Linked DNA regions of Hordeum vulgare: region 2 is linked to region 1. The links are chromatin contacts, called in public Hi-C maps. All regions are on one chromosome and are shown on one strand. The core of a region is the stretch at or near the end of the contact, and the rest is flanking DNA. Distances in the headings are between cores, read along the strand shown. Region 1 has its middle 110 kb from the start of LOC123399089. Region 2 holds the start of LOC123452213 (pentatricopeptide repeat-containing protein At3g12770-like).

Region 1 (2,700 bases), core at 189-2,688:
GATCCCATGTTGATAGATTTTAACGAATTTTTTTATTATAAAAAACCCGGAAGAAAATACCAGACGAAAAAACCATGGCTCACGCGATAGAAAAAAACACATGGTTTTTTCCTTTTCGAGTCGTGCCTCTCGCGAAGGCAAAATCGTGCCTCTCGCAGAAGCAAAATCATGTCTCTCGCGGAAAAAAAGAGAGAGCAGAAAACATGTTTTCCCCCTTTTCGGAAGAGACACGGACGTGCATCTCACAAAGGCAAAACCGTGTCTTTCGCAGAAGCAAAACCGTGCCTCTCGCAAAAAAAAAACAGAAAACACGTTTTCCCCCTTTCGGGAGAGGCACGGGCGTGCCTCTCGCGAAGGCAAAATCGTGTATTTCGCGGAAGCAAAACCGTGCCTCTCGTACAAAAATGAAAACGCGTTTTTTCCGTGCGGAAGCAAAACTGTGTCTTTCGTAAGAAAAGAAATGAATTTTTTCGCGTAAAAAACACGTCTTTCACAAAAAAATTGATTTTTTTCGTCCAAATGTTACGAAACACCGGTGAAAACCATAACACCAAAAAAAATAGCAAAAAAACACTCAAAAAGGGTGAAAACACGTGCAAAAAAACAAAATCCAAAAAAAACCGCTCAAAGCGCGAAACGTGACAACGCGCCAAGTGACGACGCGCTGGAGCAATCGCTGGAAGGTTCCCGAGGGAACGCTCGCTAACTAGTTGTTTTCCACGGACCATCACTTCTTTATGTTCTCAAATGGGCCGCTAGTATGGCCGGCCTTGCTGCCCATGGCAAAAAATAAATAAAAAATCGTTGATACACAAGTGTGGGCACGGCTTTGTATCGCCTTGCATGAGACAGAGCTAGCACTCGCCTACAGCGCCAAATTAGCTTCCTGCAGGCTAGTTTAATTTTATTTATTTTTAGCAGAATTTTATTTGTTTATTAATTTATATATTTCCCCCATATTTTAGAAAAAACATTAAGTACATACATTCCAAAAATTATACATTTACTCAATTTTAATTGTAAAACGGAAAAAGGAGAATGGAAAAATGTCTCAACATGCATTAATAAATGTTTGACATGTAAAAAAAAAGTGCAAATACAACTATTTAAAAGAATGTTAAACCTGTATAAAATAGTGTTTTATATGTTACCAAAAATATACAATGTGTAAGAAAAAATAGACATCAAAACATATATTTGAAAAATGTTAACCGTGTATAATTTTACGCTTTTTTCAATAGAGAGAGTAGTGTGATTTTTCTTTTTTTAGAGTCATGTTTAGTTTTACTTGGGAAATACAGCAGTCCTTATAACTCCCCTAAAAAATAACACACAGTGCTTAATGGAAGAGGGGAAAAGAACAAAAGTAAGGCCATGCACCATGGACCAATACTTCTTTATGTTTCTCGAATGGGCCGCTCGTATGGCCGGCCTTGCTGCCAATGGCAAACAAAATATGGTTGCTATATAATTGTAGGTACGGCTTTATATGGCCTTGCCTGAGACCGAGCTAGCACTCGCCTACAGCGCCAAATTAGCTTCCTGCTGGTTAGTTCGATTTTATTTGTTTATTAATTCATTTACTTTCCCTATATTTTAGGAAAAACATTAAGTACATATATTCCAAAATTTATACATTCACTCAATTTTAATTGAAAAACTTAAAAATGGAAACACGATGTAGATTTTTTGTTGATGTAATTCAAAATGCAAGTATTTAAAAGAATATTAAACATGTATAAAATAGTGTTTTATATGTATACCGAAAATGTACAATGTGTATGAACAAATAGACATCAAAACATATAGTTGAAAAATGTTAAACGGGTATAAATATTTTATCATGTGCATGAAAGCAATAGAAAGTGCTAAACTAACGAATGAAACAGAAGAAAACTGTAGGAAAAAAGGAAAAAGAAAAAGAAAAATCTGAAGAATGAATCAGAAGAAAACTATAGGAAAAAAAGAAAAAAAGCATAGAAAAACCGAAGAAACCCCGAAGAAACTGACACAAAACTGTTAAAAACAAGTAAAGAAATCGCCATGGACTGTTAAAAAGAAGTAAAGAATGCACCATGGATCGTTACTTCCTTATGTTTCTCATGTGGGCTGCTCGTGTGGCCCGCCATGCTGCCCATCGCTAAAGAAAATGGCAAAAGAAAATGATTGCTACACGAGTTTGGCCACGACTATGTATTGCCTTGCGTTTCAGAGCTCATCGAGACAACTACTGCATCTTGGCGAGAAGAGCTAGTACGTTTTGTCTTCATACCTTTCGATGCCTGAAGCGATTCTTAGAATTCCATTATGCACACGGAGGATTGACAACTTTTGGACGTGGAGCGAGGACCCTCGTGGAATCTTCACGGTGAGTTTCGCATATCGCATGCTGGTTCGCACAAAACTGAATCACGAGAATTGGCTAGAAGGCCGGGACGAACCATCAAATAGTGAGGCTGAGGGGAAAGATTGGAAACTTTGTGGAAGCTGCAGGTCCTGTCGAAGGTTAAGGTGTTCCTCTAGCGTTTGGCGAGGCACTCTATGCCTGCAGGGGAGTTACCGCATCGACGGAATATGGCAACGGCTCCAGCATGTCATCTTTGTGGAGCTCAGGATACTTGGAGGCATGCCCTTCTGGATTGCCCAATGTCGCAGAGCACATGGGCACTGTCTTCGGAAAAGATTGGATTTTGATTTGTA
Region 2 (2,700 bases), core at 101-2,600, 190 kb after region 1:
AATCATGATTAGTCCAGCGCAACCCTTGTGTTAGTTCGTTCTCTTTTTTTTTCCTGCGAAATTGGTTCATTCTTCTTACTAGCAGTCTAGCACAAAAAAAAGGCAGAATTATTAATAATTTTTTTCCTTTTGGTTTGTTGATGACGAGTTTAGTTATGTTATATTGCTGCTGAATACTGAGAAGCAAAAAAATTGCTACAGGTTTCTTTCTGAAGACGCACGACTTCCTGCAGCCGCTGGAGAAGCCGGCGGCGTCGGCACCGTCCGGCGCGGACAGGCAGCAGCAGCAGCAGCAGCAGGCGACGACGACGAAGCACGCGCTACCCGGCGGCATCGGCACGTTCAGCGTCAGCCAGCAGGCGCCCGGAGCCGCCGGACCGCAGCCGTCCGCCGCCGCCGCCGCGGTGGTGGTCGTCAAGCCCGAGCCGCCGCCGTTCGTGCTCTGGGGCCAGCCCACGGCATCACAGCCACCGAGAGCGCAAGGTTAGCACGTGTAGCCTTTAGCCGATGATCATCTCTCTCTCTCTCTCTCTCTCCGGCCGTCGTTGCCCGTGAGCTCTGGTGAAAGCCAGCGGTTGTAGATGCTGCTACGCCTCCGGGTCCGGGGCCGGGCCTCTGCTTTCCGGTCGTCGATCGACGTCGACGTGCCGGGCGCACGCAGGCACGCACGCACGTGGATCACGTCGTCTTCCCCCTCTCACCACGTCAGTGCGCACAGCTCAGTACCTACCTACCTACCGTGTGCTGTAGCCGCTGGCATGTCTCCGTGACACCCTTCCCTCCGTAGTCGCACTTTTGCTACGTGCAGCACTCCTTTTTTTTCTTCCGACAGAGAGGACGAGGTACAAGCTGGGCCTCCCTGTGTGGGCCGGGATAATGGGTCGTCGGAAAGGGGGCCTACGGCCCGTGCAACTGATGAGCCTGTCCTTGCACCCCACGTGAACAGCCGGTTTTCGGCCCAATAGCTATCCTTCTGCTGCTACACGCACGCCGTCCGTCCCCACAAATCCTGGGCGTTCCCAGTGGCGTGTGGGCCACTTTTTTTTTTTCTGCTTTGTTCCGTGTCGCTGTTGGGTAAAGGGCCGGGAACGAGAGCTAAAGGAGTCCCTGTCTCTGTCGTCCACCTTGCAGTTGCAGGCCACAACCACCACCAGTGGTCGCTCCCCTTCGCCGGCGCCGGGCAGGCGGCCACCGCGTCCAGGAAGCACCCGGTGGAGAGGAAGCGGCGCGGCGGCGGAGGGTTCATGGACTCCGGCTCCAGATCCAGCGGCGGCGCCGGCTTCGACGACGACGACGGCCTCGCCGCGCGCCGCGAGGTCTCCTCCTCGCTGCAAGGTACCGCAATTCCGATATAACCCACGAGCAATTTCGTTCTCGGGAGCGCGCAGGCTTGTCCATCCCGATTGCTTCTGTTTCTGTTTTTTTTTTCTTCTTCTGTTTCGTTTTTTGCTAGAAAGCCCCCATTTTTGTACTCTCAGGGGAGGCAGTGTTCGTGTAGAGTGGAAACGGAGGAGTTGGCGCGAGCTGATGGCGATGGAGGCGCGGTGCGTGCGGCCGTCGCACGTCCACCAGCTCCACGCCCACCTCCTGGTCTCTGGCCGCCTCCTCGGCGGCTCGCCGGGGCTTGCGCTCCTGCTGCTGCGCGCTGCCTGCCGCGTCCGTCCGTCCCCGTGCCTCCGTCCCCTCGCCCACCATCTGCTCGACCACGTTCCCCGCCCGCCCCCGCACCTTCTCCACGCTGCCTCCCGCCTCGCGTTCCGCCTCCGCCTTACTTCCCTCGCGCTCCGCCACTACCTCGCTCTCCGTGCGGGCCACCCGGCCTTCCTCCCGCCGGCTGCTGCCATTGGCGATGTGCTCAAGTCTGTCCCTGGCCGCGTAGCCCATGCCCACGGGTTACGTCTGACTGACGGAGACACGCGATTCCTACATAATTCACTCATCCCCATGTACTTTTCCTGCGGGGATGCCGGCCGTGCTCGCCGTGTGTTCGATGGAATGCGTGACTGCGAAAGGGACGTTGTCTCCTGGACCTCTCTCATCTCCAGGCTCGTGCAAAGTGGCAGTCCCTTGCAAGCGTTGCGGCTGTTTGCAGCGATGATGTGCTGTGATGTCCGTCCTGATTTTGTGCTGCTCGTCACAGTCCTCAAGGCGTACATGGAGCTTGATGACTTGCCAGGTGCCCAATCAGCTCATTCCTTGGTAGTCAAGGGTGGCTTTGATGATGAACAAGATGTTGTGACCACGCTGACGGCCATGTATGCCAAGTTTGGCTGCATCGTGGCTGCAAGGGCACTCTTCGACAGGATCCCGCCCCCACGGGTAAATGTGATCCTGTGGAATGCCATGATATCTGGTTACTCGAAGAATGGGCTTGCCAGCGAGGCAGTGCATTTGTTCAAGCAGATGCAGGTGTTTGCAAGGAGCATGAGCCCTGATTCTGTCACATTGCGGTCGGTGATCATGGCATGTGCTCAGCTCGGCTCCACCGAGCTTGCAGTATGGATGGAGGATTATGTACGCCGCAGTGAGTGCAGGGAGGATGTTCTCGTGAACACAGCGCTGATTGATATGTACGCTAAGTCAGGGAGCATTGCCCATGCACGCAGAGTCTTTGAACAGATGCATGCCCAAGAGCGGGATGTTGTAGTCTGGAGTGCATTGATCTCAGGTTATGGGGCGCACGGCCATCTCGCTGAGGCC

The links. Hi-C and Micro-C count contacts between places; a contact is called where the count stands out from the background.
Region 2: a Hi-C map of leaf shows a contact between it and region 1, with 6 times the contacts expected there. The contact joins the promoter of LOC123452213 here to the enhancer-like site in region 1. A contact is called at or near these places in 2 of 6 Hi-C or Micro-C datasets (both in leaf) and 1 of 1 datasets of contacts at active chromatin or transcription factors (embryo).

The regions. Positions count from the first base shown.
Region 1 is chr5H:470,793,048-470,795,747 of MorexV3_pseudomolecules_assembly, forward strand. No RefSeq gene overlaps it. Among protein-coding and RNA genes, the nearest start is that of LOC123399089, 110 kb to the left of the region's middle. Within about 2 kb of position 1,439, at least 2 of the 3 cell types and tissues checked have open chromatin away from gene starts, as enhancers often do. A contact at or near this core is called in leaf, where this site is marked.
Region 2 is chr5H:470,984,598-470,987,297 of MorexV3_pseudomolecules_assembly, forward strand. It overlaps LOC123452213 (pentatricopeptide repeat-containing protein At3g12770-like), which reads left to right and starts at 1,351. Exons shown (of 1, transcript XM_045128823.1): 1 at 1,351-2,700. The coding sequence starts at 1,351. It overlaps LOC123399101 (transcription factor BIM2-like), which reads left to right. Exons shown (of 11, transcript XM_045093523.1): 3 at 202-483.